2 separate regions of the Cricetulus griseus genome follow, and region 2 is linked to region 1. The links are chromatin contacts, called in public Hi-C maps. All regions are on one chromosome and are shown on one strand. Each heading gives the region's core, a stretch centred on a gene start, on an enhancer-like site or on the middle of the called end of the contact. The rest is flanking DNA. Distances are from core to core; before and after follow the strand shown.

The links. Hi-C and Micro-C count contacts between places; a contact is called where the count stands out from the background.
Region 2: a contact with region 1 is called in a Hi-C map of fibroblasts, with 5 times the contacts expected there. The contact joins two enhancer-like sites. A contact is called at or near these places in 5 of 8 Hi-C or Micro-C datasets (the CHK-Q cell line, the CHL-YN cell line, the CHO-K1 cell line and 2 more).

The regions. Positions count from the first base shown.
Region 1 is chr2:216,045,232-216,052,941 of CriGri-PICRH-1.0, forward strand. Rnf125 (E3 ubiquitin-protein ligase RNF125) reads right to left here. Exons shown (of 6, transcript XM_035440264.1): 2 at 197-350. The coding sequence starts at 238. Among named protein-coding and RNA genes, the nearest start is that of Rnf138, 29 kb to the left of the region's middle. Within about 2 kb of position 3,455, at least 3 of the 6 cell types and tissues checked have open chromatin away from gene starts, as enhancers often do. A contact at or near this core is called in fibroblasts, where this site is marked.
Region 2 is chr2:216,083,977-216,091,686 of CriGri-PICRH-1.0, forward strand. All of the region lies in intron 1 of Rnf125 (E3 ubiquitin-protein ligase RNF125), which reads right to left. Among named protein-coding and RNA genes, the nearest start is that of Rnf125, 23 kb to the right of the region's middle. Within about 2 kb of position 5,110, at least 2 of the 6 cell types and tissues checked have open chromatin away from gene starts, as enhancers often do. A contact at or near this core is called in fibroblasts, where this site is marked.

The sequences.
Region 1 (7,710 bases), core at 2,205-4,704:
ACTAAAGGAGCTAATGTGGTGGGCATGCATGTAATCCTTACACTTCCAGAGCAGAGGCAGGAGGATGGCAAGTTTAAGTCCACCCTGGGCTACAGAATGAGACCCTGTTCCCAAAGTGGGGGAGGTGGAGCAGGTGGAATGATAATTTCACTGGAAAACTTTGCTTGTAATCATGAACATAGGTTATATTACTCACCAGAGTCCCACACTCAGTACAGTTCTGGTATTCTGATTTCATTCTTTTGGCTATGTCAGTTGCTGGCACTCCCTCTGAAGGAAGGTATGCCCGGCAGTATGGACATGTCCATTTGTTATTCTTTATACTGGTCGCAATACAGGATCTGCAGAACCTACTCAGAGCAAACAGAGAATACATCAGGAGACAGGGCTCAGCACTTGAGTTCACACTGCTCTTCCAGAGGACCGATTTCCATTCCCAGCACTAAGGCTTCTGGCCTCCCAAGACACACCTGCACTCATATGGGCACATACCCATACATAGACACATATGCATAATTTAAAAACAAAATAGCTAGAAATGTTAGTCCATAGTTTTAATCCTAGCACCCAGGAAGCAGAGACAGGCAGATCTGGGAAATCAAGGTCAGCCTGGTCAACACAGCCGGTTCCAGACCAACCAGAGCCACACAATCAGACCCTGTCTCAAAAAAGAAGGTGGAGGTCTCTGGGCATTAAAGGTCCATTCAACTGCTCGAAGGTCAAAACGAAACAAAACAAAACAAACAAAAAACCCAGAATCTAAGTTCTACCATGGCTCTGCCTGGAGACCCAAAGCAGTGGGGGCTATCAGTCACCTCAGAGAGGCTGATTTTCTCAAGGCATGATAAAAAGATGGGAAGAATAATTACCCCCTTAATGAGGTAATGTGCTTTTCCTTCTCAGAAACCCCACCCTGGAAGTAGTCTCTTATGGAGTCCCCACTTTCCCGAGTCACTCAGAAAATGTAACGTTTTCTCTTTCTTCCTTCCAAATTCCAGGCATGCTTTCCTTGATAGTCTGGGCATTCTGTCTCTGCTGCCGTGTGTGACTGCTTGCCTAACATACTGGACCTGAACTCAGAAGGCATGATTTTTTCCCCTTGTCTAAATTCTTTTATGACCAAGACTAAGAACCTTAAGAAGAGCCCCAGTTTCCCCACTAACTCTTTACCTCCTATAATCTGCCTGTGATTACATGAATACATCACTAAGCCTGGCTGAAAGAATATTCTTGTTTTGTTTGTCTGTTTTTGAGAAAGGGTCACACTGTGTAGTCTTTGTTGGCTGGAATGTACTGTGTAGATGAGGCTGACCTCAAACTAACAGACATATCTGCCAGATCCTGCCTCCCAAGTGCTAGGATTAAAAGTGGGGGCCACCATGCACAACCTTTAAAGTGTATCCTTTTAAAAGTATTCATTACCAATGGCTCAAAAGTGCTTTTTGTTTGTTTGTTTGTTTTGTTTGAGACAGGGTCTCACTGTGTAGCCTTGGCTGTCCTGGAACTCACTGTGTAGACCAGGTTGGCCTTAAACCCACAGAGGCAGAGATTTGCCTGCCTCTGCCTTCTGAGTGCTGGGATTAAAGGGGTGAACCACCACTGCCTGGCTACAAATGGTCCAAATGTTCAACTAAAATAAAAATTTATTCCAAATACACCATCAGTGGCTCCAACCTGAATTATCTGCTCACATGACTTACATACCAGCAGATAAACCCTCATTCAATGGGAGTCGGATAAGAGACTGCAGAAGTACTTGGTTTAATAAGACCTGAAGTTTTAAGGTGGGCATGGTGGCACACATGGGAGATGGAGTCAGGAAAATTGGAAGTTCAAGGTCACCCCCAGCTTAATAGCCAATTTGAGTCTAGTCTAGCCTCAAACAAAACAAAACAAAACAAAAAACAAAACAAAAAAGGGGAAGGAGGTAGAGGAATGAAATAAAAACATGGGTATATCCTTTGTCTTATTAGAAAAAAATTAAATCAGCATGGTAATGTTCCCAGTACTTGCTGGGCGTTGGTGGTGCACACCTTTAATCCCAGCACTTGGGAGGAAGAGGCAGGTGGATCTCTGTGAGTTTGAGGCTAGCCTGGTCTCCAGAGATAGGCTCCAAAGCTACACAGAGAAACCCTGTCTTGAAAAACCAAAAAAAAAAAAAATACTCCCAGTACTTGGGAGACCGAGGCAGGGGATTTCAGTCAACCTGGGCTCCATATGAGAGTTCTAGGATAGCCTGAGTGAGCTACAAGACCCTTTCCAAAAACTAAACAGGAAAAGAGTGGCATGAGTCCAAGGGAATCTGGAGAACCACTGGGAATTCTTTCCTAATGGAAGCAAAACCAGAACCTACACCAGCTAGGGACCACTTGGCTGAGGTTCAGGAAGGCTGCTAGGAATCCTCGGGCATAAACTGAGCTGTGCAGTGAGAGATGAATAGACAAGGGCCAGCCTAAACTCAAGAGGAAGAAAACACAAGTTCAAGGCCATCCTAAGTGCTGGTCCAGAGAACCATGAAAAAATATATTACTTTTAGTTGATTGTTTGAACCACTTGCAATACGTACTTTTCAAGAATACACTTTCAGTCCACAAGCCTGCTCTTAAAACATAAAACCTCGGCCAAAGCTGAGAGTAGTAGAAAGATATTCAGAAATAAGCAGAAATGACATTTCATAGGTCATTCTAGGTCCTACAAAAAAATGAACCACTTCATATACTTTTAAGTTTAGAATAAATTTATTTCAAGACACTTTGATGCCTTCAGCTGGGTATGGGAGAACAAACCTGTAAACCTGACACCTAGGAAGCATAAGGAGGATCAGAAGTCTAATGTGTCCTAAGTCTAATGTGTTTCAGGACTAGATTGAGCCATATGAGACCCTGTCTCTAAAACCCTATACTGGGTTAGGAGTAGAGTTCAGCTGGTAGAGTGCTTGCCTTGCACAGATGCAGCCCCAAGTCCCATCCCCACCACTGTATAAAGGAGACATGGTTGTACATACTGGTAATCTCAGAAATCCCGAGGTGGAGGGAGGAGGAATTCAGGGTCATCTTAGCCACATTAGTGAATTTGATATACAAGACCATGACTCAAAAAGTCAAGACATACTGGTGCCTTATACCAGCAAATGGCAGTTGACTTTGGCAAAGGGACAAGACAGGCAAAATAAAAGCCATATTCTTTTTACAAGTGAAAGAGCTACTAGCTGTATGATCCCTAATTTGGATGCCAGAAGCAGATGGTGCTGATGGGGCTAGCCATAGGGGGACTGACCACAAAGGGCAGGAAGGGATTTCTCAGGGTAAGGGAACCAACTGTTCCAAATCTCCATGTGGTGTTGTTACAGGCCATGAACAATTGCTGCAGTTCATCAACCAGGGTACACTGTATGAGTCACACTGTATCACCTCAGTAAAGCTGAGAAGCAAAACAAAAACTTTCTGTGATGACGAGGCAATTACAGTAACACTGTGAGAAAGATCACAGGACCACTTCCAACACAGGCTCCCTCCTACACAACCCAGGCACAATTGCAGCTGCTCAGAACTCTGTCAGAAAGTTGACATAACAATCAGGAGAAATTGCCCAATAGAGACTTTTCTGGGAATTCCCAATGTTCCCATGAGTAAATCATACTGTGGTGTCCTGTAGCCAGCTGATGGGGTGTTTGTGCACAAAGCCCCGGATGCTGTGGAGCATGCCTATAATCCCAGCATTTGGAAGGTGACAGCAGGAGGGGCCACAGTTCAGGATCAACCCCAATGCCATAAACAGTTGACCAGTCTGGACTCTACATGACAGCTTGTCTCAAAAAGAGTGTGATTTTTTTTTTTTTTTTTTTTGCAATGAAGACCCCAAGGGAGAGGAATGGACACTAGGAAAGGAGGTATTTGATTGTTTAACCTGACCTACCAGGAGGCTATGAAGTGAGAAATCACAAAAGGAAGGATTAACACAAAGAGAATATGTAGTTTAAAGATTAAAGCTGAACATGGATGTAAATGGCACCCCATTTTGAAAACCTCACTCCAGCCCAACATGGTGGAACACTCCTTAATCCCAGTACCCAGGAGGCAGAGGCTGGAGAATCCTTGTGAGTTCAAGACCAGTCTTGTCTACAGGCCAGCCAAGACTACATAGTGAGACCCTGTGTCTCAAACAGCAGCAGCAAGAAAAACCAGTCTGGCTCCTTGTTTTCAAAAAACTCTGAATGCAGTCAGTGAAACACCCAGTAGCAAAAAGCATCTATCACCAGTTACCTCTACACGGGCAATGTGGCACATACACCCTTCCACATACACCCCACATAAAATAAATAAATGTAATTTCTAAATAAAAATATGATGGACAAAAGGAAACCTTCCAGATGCAATACCAGGGCTTTAAGATCAGATTTCCCACATGAATCCAGTGTCCTGGCTCTGCTGTGAGACTTGTCTTACTAGCCCAGTGCCACTCCAGTGCCATCTCCAGGAAGCGCTGAGCAGAGCCCTCTGAAGAGTGTGGCCCTCTGCTTCAGCACTCCTCTTGCCTCACTTGTAGCACAGCAGGAGAAAATCAATAAGGAACTCCATAATGACTGGACCAACCCTGAAACCAGCTGGAAACTTAATTACACCACTGCAATTTGTTATTTTAGAGCCCCATTTTATTTGTCTAAATTAAGTAGTTAGCCAAATCCCTGTAATAAAGAGGCCAGCAGAGTGCTGGAAGGAAACAGGAAAACAGCTAAGGACACTGGAGAGACTTATGTCCCAATCTCAGAGCAAAACTGAACTCGAAATGAATTGAAACAGGAAAGAGAAGCCCCGGGGACTTTCTGGGGGGAAGGGGAGGGTTCTGGAGGGGAGAGTTCTGGAGGGGGCTGTGGGCAGCACATGGTAGGGTCTAACCTTTTAACTGAGAAACCCAACACAAAGCTTCTCTATGGATGTGTGATACAATGCCAAATTCAAACCTTGAGATGGCTAGTTAAATGGCTAAGCATGGAAATGGAATATGGGGAGTTGTTAACCAGAGACAACAGTCACAGGCTAATATTCTGCTATAGGGTAACACACACACACACACACACACACACACACAGAGAGAGAGAGAGAGAGAGAGAGAGAGAGAGAGAGAGAGAGAGAGAGAGAGAGAGAGAGAGAGAGATGGCTGGTACTATGGAATGACACCAAATTGTACAAACTTTTTTTTTTTTGGAGTCACTTATACTCATTAATCCAACCAATATCCAACATTTAATTGCCAAACCTTTACAGAGTGGTGGCATTTTGCTTTTAAAAGGAGTGTTCTGGGCCTGGAGAGATGGCTCAGAGATTAAGAGCACTGACTGCTCTTCCAGAGGTCCTGAGTTGAATTCCCAGCAACCACATGGTGGCTCACAACCATCTGTAATGAGATCTGGTGCCCTCTTCTGATGTACAGATATATATGGAAGCAGAATGTTGTATACATAATAAATAAATAAAATCTTTTTTAAAAAAATGGAGTGTTCGACGGGTGGTGGTGGCGCACGCCTTTAATCCCAGCACTCGGGAAGCAGAGGCAGGCGGATCTCTGTGAGTTCGAGACCATCCTGGTCTACAAGAGCTAGTTCCAGGACAGCCTCCAAAGCCACAGAGAAACCCTGTCTTGAAAAAAAAAATGGAGTGTTCAACTAGAACAATGGTACTCAGGAATTCTCCAATTGCTGTGACACAAAAGGCTTCACACACACACTGGAGTGTGTTCAGGGACATGGAGGGCTTGAGTCTAATCATCAGTTTTATCTTAAAATTCTTACAGAGAAATCATAGATCATTGGAGCCAGGGATGTGGCTCAGCTGGTAGAGTGCTTGCATAGCATGCACAAACTCAGGGTTCAAGCCCCAATACCATCTTATAACCTGAGTATATATGCCCCTGCCCCCATCTGAGTTTCATGGCCTTGAACTTGCTTCTTCCTTTCTGATGATAAAGTCTGAAAGTATATATGAGGCAGGTGAAAATTTCCAGGAAAGTAGAAACTTTCCACCATATACTAATATTGAAAATGACAATGGTTTGGTCAACAAAACAAAATAAAAACAAAAACCAACCTAAGAAAAAAAGCCTAATTGGTACCAATTAGTTGTAGCCAAACTAATTTCCTTACCCTCATACCTTCCCACAGGGCTGCACAGAATTAACCTTTGTTTTTTAATGTTCATGTTAAGTCTACAGGAGGAGCTGAGCATGGTGGCACATATCAGCAATCCCAGCATCCCCTCCTAGAAGGGAGAGGAGAACTCATAAAACTCAGGATGCAAATGAAGTTAGAAGAATCTGTGATGGGGGAGGGAGCTAGGAGAATGAGAAGGGGAGAAGAAGAGGGATGCTGAGGACATGAGGGAGCAGAAAGTTTGAGTCAGGGGAAGAATACATGATAACAAGAATGGAGATATAATAAAGGGAGACATTTTTGGTTTACAGAGAAATCAGGCACTAGGGAAATGTCTGGAGATCTACAAAGATGATACCAGCTAACTATCTCAGCAACAGAGGAAAGGCTACCTTAAATGCCCTCCCCTGATTATGAGATTGATGACTGACTTATATGCCATCCTATAGCTTTCATCCAGCAGCTGATGGAAGTAAAAGCAGATACCCATAACTAATCACCGAACTGAACTGGAACCCAGATGCAGAGAAGGATCAGTGAAGAGCACAGAGATCCAGATCAGGCTGGTGAAACCCACAGAAACAGCTGACCTGATCATCCGGGAACTCTTGCTCCCCAGTCTGATAGTTGAAATACCAGCATGGGACTGATCCAGACCCCAGGAACATGGGTTTCTGTGAGGAAACCTCAGAAATCTATGGGACCTCCTGTAGAAGCTCAGTATTTATCCCTAGCATAGGTGTGGACTTTGGGAGCCCACTCCACATAGAGGAATACTGCCTGAGCCAAGACACACGGGGGTGGGCCTAGGCCCTCTCCCAAAGGATATGATAGACTCTGATGACACCCTATGGTGTCACCATCCAGGGGGAGCAGAAAAGATATGTGACAAATAAGGTTTTAGTTGGGGAGGGTAGGGGAGGACAGGTGGGAGAAGAGAACTGGGATTGTCATGTAAAACAATCCTGTTTCTAATTCAAATAAAAAAAGTTGGAAAAAAAAAGAGAAGAGTCTGTGATAGCTCATCTTCTCCATCAGTTCAACTGGATATGGAACCTCGAAGGAGGCACACTTCTGGATATGTTTCAGAGGCAGCTTCAAAGAAGGTTAACTAAAGAAAATCCAGCCAGAATCTTGGAGGCACTATCCCAGGGGCTGGGGCCCCAGACTGAATAAAAAGGGAAGGATTAATCTAGCTGCTTCATAATTCATCTCCCTCTGCCTCCTGACTGTAGACTAAATATGATCAGCTGCCTCATACTCTGCCCACCATGCCTTCCATATGCCCAAATAAATTATTTCTTTTATAAATTGCCTTGGTCATAGTCACAAGGTAGCCAACATGCATCCCCAACCTCCTTCAGCAGGCATGTCTATAACACTCAGAACAGTTGATTTTTCAGGTTCTGGGCACTGAACCTTGCACATTTTATGCAAGTGCTTTACCAATGAACAGTATCCCTAAAACTTTAGGGTTTTTTCTCTTTAACTGTAAATCAGGTTCCTTTTTAGTTCAGTTCATAGTTTCTATTCAATAATTCCCTTTCCCTAGTTCTCTGACAAAA
Region 2 (7,710 bases), core at 3,860-6,359, 40 kb after region 1:
CTAACTCTCAAAGCCTTCTCTATATTTGATCTTTAGTATTGCATACACCAGGCTGGTGTGGTGTGGTACAAACACTAAGTCTATCTCAGCACTTTGGAGGTAGATGACAGAGGCCCAGAAATTCAAGGTCATTTTCAGCTACATTGGGAATTTGGGAGAAATTGCTTCGGTGAGCTTGTCACAAAAGCCTGACAACCTTAGTTTTATTCCTTCGACTTACATGGCAGAAGGAGAGAACTATCCAAAGCTATTGACTTCTGGTCTCCACACATGAACTGTGCCCCCCACCACATGCACATGTAAAATAAGTAAGTATAATACTTTTTTTAATTGACACATTGAAAACACCTTTGCTAGAAGGCTGTGACATGAAGGGAAAAGAATGACAGTGACACACTGGCTGTGGTTGCTTAGGTTATTCCACTCGTGGTGATTTAAGGCAGAGTTGGGGGAGCACAATGGCTGGTAAGGTAAAGGGCTTGCTGTGCAGGCCTGTGCTGAATTTGACCTCCATATCCCACGACGGAGGGAAAGAACCGACTCTCAAAAGTTCTGGCTTCCACATGGACACCATGCAGGTGAGTATCCCCCACTAACAATACACAGAATTGAAATTAAAACAAATTAAAAGGAAAAGCTTGTTAGGCTGGGGTCGAGGGCTTCTCGACCCCATCTGTGCCATCTCCTTAAGGACACTCTGGGGAGTATAAGGACAAGTTTAGAAGCATTGTGTTGCAAGTCTTCCTTTATGTAAATCCAATCCCCTTCCCCAGCAGTTAATTTTTTCCCATTTCTAGAACTCAAGTCAATTCAATTCAAGAAATATGTATGGGGGTCTACTTGGAACATAGCACAAAGTGGTATTAGGACTCTGATGCCACAAGTACAAGACATGGTGCTGACTTTGCTTTAAGACAGGGTCTTACTGTGTAGCTCAAGTTACTATCAAACTCAACCTCATGGCAATCCTTCTGCATCAGCCTCCGATGTGCTAGGATCACTATGCTGTTCCACCATGCCTAGTTGAGAATGAGATATCTTGAAACATGTTAAATCCGTTTTAGATTTTTGCCATAGAAAACTGAATTGTGCTTCCTGTATAGTACAAGCACTGTACCACTGAGATGCACTTTACCCCCCCATTAAGCTTATTGATTTATTTATTTTGTGTGTATGCATGTTTTGCTTGTATGTCTGTGCATAACATGCATGCCTGGTAGCTGAGAAGACCAGAAGAGTGTGTCATATCCTTTGTTATATAGTTGTGAGCCATTGTGTGAATGCTGGGATTTGAACTCAGATGCTCTGTTCTCTTATTGCTGAGCCATCTTTCTAGCTTCTGTATTAAACTTTCAGTAAGGCAAAAGCTAGATGACCTCACTTTTCATTTTGTTTTGTTTGTGTATAGATGTAGCTCAGGCTCAGGTACAAAAAATGACCTTGAACTTCTGACTTGCCTGCCTGTGATTCCTGAGTGCTAGGATTATAGGCTCCACCATGCCTGGTGCCTGATGTATTTATGCTAGGGATCAAACCAAACCAAGAGACTTTGTGCACACTAGACAAGCACTCCATCAGTTGAGCTACACCCCCAGCTGTGACCTCAATGCTTTTCTGTAATCGCGATTTAACCCATGGCCTCATACATACTAGGCAACACTCTACCAAATATCTGTGTCTTCAAGCCCTGGCTAAGTTCTTGAGAGGACTGCAGTGAAGATGAAGATCCATACACATTCACAAGCTTTCTCTGGCCTGACTTCAGAGAATGGAGGGAGCCCAGGATGAGCAGAACTGCTCAAAACTACTCAAGCTTTTGTTTTGTTTTTGTTTGTTGTTTTCTTACATCCCCAGAACCGAATGTTTGTTAATTGGCCTTGCTTCTCCCAGTGACTGTCTCAATTTAGGCTAAAAGTCTGTGGCTTGAAAAATGAAACAGAATCTTGCCATTATTAAAACACTTGGAACAAAGTTTAAACCTAAACTGGGACCAGTGCCTGAGTATTCATCGACTTAGCAAGTGAAAGGAGATAACACAGAGAACATTTTTCTGGGACAGTGGGGAAAGGGTCACACTAATGATCATTTTAGACAGCAGCTTTAAACAAAGTGAACATTTCTTATTTTTTTGAGACAGGGTTTCTCTGTGTAGTCCTGACTGTCCTGAAATTCATTCTGTACACCAGGCTGGCTTTGAACTCAGACAGCTACCTGCCTCTGCCTCCTCAGTGCTGGTATTAAAGGTGTGTACCACCACTTCCTGGCAAACTTTTCATTTTTTGAGGCAGGGTCTCAACTGTGTCCTGACTTGGATCTCACCATGCTGCTCACATTAGCCCTTTTATTGTCCTGAAGCTCACAGCACTTGCTTTCTCCAATTTCTTCCCTTTTCTTTGCCACCAGCTCTTATACTTCACTGTAGGAAATAATAGGTATGGGTGTGTGTGTGTGTGTGTGTGTGTAATACTGGAGAATGCACCAAGCATTCCGAACTCCTTTTACTTTTTATTTTGAGTCAGGATCTCACTAAATTGTCAAAGCTGGCCTAGAACTTAATATGTAGCCCAACTCAGGCCTTGAGCTTGCAATCCTCCTGCCTTGGTGTCTCAATTGCTGGGATTATAGGCATGTATCACCCACTCCTGGGATTATAGACATGAGCCACCATCTTCCATTTCCCCCTCTCTTTTTTTGGATAGGGTCTCATTTGCAATTTGGTGGCATTGCTGGAAAGTGTGCAAACTAGGAGGCAGGACCTAGCTGGAGGAAGTAGGTAATGAGGAGGGCCCTGGGCACTCCTCCTTGCTCTCTCTGCTTCCTGAGGTTAGCAACTGCTGTGTCACACCCTTCCCACATTGTCTTCTGCCTCATCTCAGACCTAAAACATGCAGCCAACTGATGATGAATTCATCTGAATCTCCCCAAGTTGTTTTCTCAGGCATTTTGTCATTGAGTTGAAAAGTGTTGAACAGAATAAGAATACAGCACAATCATGAGCCATGCTCTCTGCCTTTTAAATGGGACTGGGTGGCTCTCCTGTAGCTCAGGTTGGCTCTGAACTCATTATGTATCTGAGGATGACCTTGGACATCTGATCCACTTGTCTCTGTGTTCCAGGTATGGGAATTGCAGGTGGATACCATATGTGGTGTTTTCTTCTTTTTGCTCATCTCTTTCTGAGATCGTGAAGTGTACTTCTGTGCTTAATATGACTTGGAAGAAATGTCGGTGATTGCTCTCACTTCCCCCACTCTGTTGTTACCCAGGTTCATCTTTGCTGATCACTTTAGCAGGTAATACTGGCATGGCTCTCAGGTAAAAGAAACAGCAAAGGGGAAGAGAGGAGAAACTTCTGAGTCACACAGCAGTATCTGCCAAAACTGTTTTCAAAAGCAGCTCATGACCCTTTATAGTTGTGAAATCAATTAATGAGTTTTAAAAATTCAATATATAATAGGAAAGGAAGAACAGATAAGAGAACATGTGCAACACATACAGAACAAAGATCAAGGCCTTATCAAACATTTGTTTCTCTTTTACATCCATAAATATGTGTGTTTTGGTGAAATACATTCTGAACTGGGGTCATGGAGAAAGGAAGAGAAAAAGGAGGCCACTTACATTAGTTTGTGTTATTGCAGTGCAATGCTGTGGTTGGGTAACTTTATGGAGAAGAGGTTTATTTGCTCTTGTGGATGTGATCCAAGGTCCAAGGGCTGCCTCTGGTAACAGACTCTGCCTTTGTAATGGCAAAGTCCCAATGGTGGCAGACGGTGTCACATGGCAAGAAGCAGCGTGTGTGCATGTGTGTGTTCAATCTTTTATAAGCTATCAAGATTCAACCATGTTGGGTCTACTACCCTGACCTTATCTAATTGAATTAAACTTTTTTTTTTTTTTTAGACAGTATCTCTTGCACAGTTGGGGGTGGGGGTGGGGAGCAAACTTGGAACTTGAGGTAATTTTCCTGCCTCATCCTTCTGAGTGCTGAATTACAGATTGAAGCTACCATGCCCTGTCTCCTTCACTTATTAGATAGAGTTTTATGTATCCAATTCATTATGTAGCCAGTGATGATCTTGAACTTCTGATCAGCATGCTTCTGAGGGCTGGCATTACAGGTGCATGCTACCACGCCCAGTTTCTGCTGTTTTGGTACTAGACCAAGAACCTCTTGCATGGGAGGCAAGCACTGCCATAGAGCTACTCCCCCACCCCCATGCTCAGCTCCTGTAGCTTTGTTTTGTAGAGCTGGTGATCTAATCAAAGGCCCCATGTATCCCAAGCAAGTGCTGGACCACTGAGCCAGCTAACGCCTGCTCCTAAATGTGAACTTCTGTAGTCTAAACCAGATTAGAATGAAGTGCAGACTCAAATGGACCTGTGTAGAGAAGCATAGGCTACTGAGAGGGAGACAATAAAGAAGATGAGATTTACTCACTCTAATCCAGTATTTAAGAGTAAGTAGCTCAACCACAGCTTGCATTTAAAAGTTGTTTTTGTTGGGCATGGTACATGCCTTTAATCCCAGCACTCTGGAGGCAGAGGAAGGTGGAACTCTGTGAGCTTGAGTTAGATCTGGTTTATAGGAGTACCAAATTCAGCCAGGGTTACATAATAGAGAAGCCTTGTCTCAAAAAAAATATTGTTTTTAGCTTACTCTATTGCATTTGTATGTATATTTAAATTTTCTTTTGTATATGCATTTATTTATGTGGGGTGTGAGTGCATGAGTGTCACAAATGCCATGAGACACAACCACTTGCAACTCCTACTCCAGGGGACCTGATGCCCACTTTTGGCATTTTCCACTCACAGTCATTCACTTAGCTACTTTTTGCCCCAGAGGCAAAAATATCTAACACTCAGGGCTCCCAACAAGGAGAGAATGATGAAAGGTTTGTTTCATTTCTTTTATAAAGAAATGCTTCTCCTCATAGCAGAATCTTTCAGTTCCTTTAAAACACAGGTTACATCTGTTGATTTTGGTGTGACTATGTGTGTTGGGGAGTGAGCTTGCCATGTCATCTGTGTGGAGATCAGAGGGAAACATGCTCTGCTTCCACTATGTGGCCATTGGGATCTAAGCTCTGGTTGTCAGCCTTGGCAGGAAATGCCTTATCTGCTGAGTCATATAGTCTCCCCAGCCCCACATTCTGCAGTAAGTCATGTGCCAGTTGGGTATCTTTTGGCCTGTTACCCATTTGGAATGGATGACACTTAGTTTTCTCAGCAAAACCAATCAGCTAGTCCTCACATAACTGCAGAGTACCAGTAGGATGGCTGGATATGTTTCAGCCAAATACACCTCTCTAAGTTACAAAACATCCAGTTTCAGGCATATTTTATACCAACACAAAGTGAGTTACTGTAGGCAATGACTCAAAAGAAACTCAGACAATTTCTCAGAAATTGTCCCGGGCAATTTCTCACAGCAGATGATGGGAGAGGAGTCTGGAATCAGTTTACTGGATGGCCTATATCCAATTTTCTGGGATAGCACAGTAACAGGCCTGCAACCAGAGGTTTCTTCACCTCCAGGAGATCTCAGGGGCTCACTCTTCTGACAGATTTGTTCCTTTACCCGTTGTGGATTTGAAGGCAGCCTACTTTTCATGAGCCCTAGCATAAAGACCTTCTTCCTTTTCTTGTTCCCTCCAAATTGGCCATGCTAAATTAACTAATCTAGAGCCAGAATACTCAATTCTAGGGTTTCCTTGTGATGACATCTTCAGCTCCACTAGCGTTGCATTGAAAGCACTGCATCAAGAATCAAAAGAAGCTGGGCTTTGGTGGCACACGCCTTTAATCCCAGCACTCAGAGGCAGAGGCAGGCGGATCTCTGTGAGTTCGAGGCCAGCCTGGTCTCCAGAGTGAGTGCCAGGATAGGCTTCAAAGCTACACAGGGAAACCCTGTCTCGAAAAACAAACAAACAAACAAACAAACAACAACAAAAGAATCAAAAGAAGAATCAAAAGTCACCAGGCTTGGTGACTCAAGCTTGTAGACCCTGCACATGGGCAGAGGCTGGAGGATTAAGAGTTCGAGGTCATCCTTGGTTATATAGCAAGTTGGAAGCAACCTTGGCTACATGAACCACTCTTAGACAAAAACAGCAGTAACAGAAACCACAAACTGTAAAGTGGGCATGATGGTATAGTTTTATAATCCCAGTGCTTGGGAGGTTGAGGTAGCAGGATCTGGAGTTCAAGGGTGTCCTGGGCTGCATAAGGAGACCCTTCAGGAAATGACAATGACAAACTGCAAAGTCACAACATCTAGGAATGACTCCAGGTCCTGGCTGCAGTATTGTAACTGTAGAGTTAGTTTACTTTTGTTACATACGTAATGAAGAGTCATTTTGAAATTTCTCTGCCAGTATTTGAGTATTTATGTGGCATTCTGAAACTTCTTCCCGCACTTCCTTGGTTCTTCTCCTTTTCTTCCCTTTTTTATTTTATATACTTTTGTAGAGTCTCCTATGTGAGAACTTAACTGTCTTCACAGGGGAGCACAGCTATGTAGATACCTTCCACCAAAGAACAGCCTCTTCTGCAATGTACACAGCTCTGGGAGGGAGACACAGAGTGGAGAGGAAGGGATTCCTGCATAGCCAGCCAAAATCAACTGAAGTAACCCTGTGAAGTAACCCTGATGATCAACAGAGTGACACAAGTCACATGGTCCTCCATTCTGTTTTTTTTTTTTTTTTTGAGACTGACCTTGAACTTGCTAGGGAGATATTTCTCTTCTCATTCTTCTCTTCTCTCTCTCTCTCTCTCTCTCTCTCTCTCTCTCTCTCTCTGTGTGTGTGTGTGTGTGTGTGTGCACATGCAGATGCAGATGCATGGACCCATGTGCCTGTGTGTAGACCAGAGAACTCCATTAGATTTCCTTGGGGCAGAACTAAACCTGGAGTTAATCAGTAGCCAGCTGCACCCCCTATCCTTTTATCTGTGTCCTCCACAGCACTGGGGTTACAGGTGTGTGTGTGCATGATCACACTTGGCTTTTTATGTAGGTATTGGGGAATTGAACTCAGGTGGTAATGCTTATGCAGCCCCCTATCTTGCTCCTCAGAATCATGGTATCAACTGCTAGAGAGATGATAACATAGTTCCTAAACCATTTTTAACACTTTTATTTATAATCTGTGTGGATGTTTTGCTTGTATGTCTGTGTGTGACTTGTGTGCCTCATGCCCAAGGGAGTCAGAAAAAGGCACTGGATGTCTTGGAACTGGAGATACACAGGGGTATGAGCAACCATGTGGGTGCTGGAAACTGCTCTTAACTGGTGAGCCAGCTCTCCAGGCTCAGTTTTTATGTCTTATTCTTAGTGATCACCAGCTTGAATCTCATGTAGTTCAGATGGATGAATGATCTGAAACTTCTGATTCTCCTGCTTCCACTTCTCAAGTTCTGGGATTACAGTCTTTGTGTTCCACCATACCTTCAAAATGATGACTCCTTGCCCACCATTTAGACAAGGCATTCTTTCACATGTTTATTACAGAAAAGATTTCTTTTTGGAAAAGCTTCCTCTTCTCACATTTGGGGCTCAAAAGATGGCTTAGTGGTGAAGAGCACTGACTGCTCTTCCAGAAGACCCATGTTCAATTCCCAGCACCCACATGGTAGCTCACAACCAATGATAACTATAGTTCCTGGGGATCTGAGGCCCTGTTCTGGTCTTCAAGGGCACTGCAT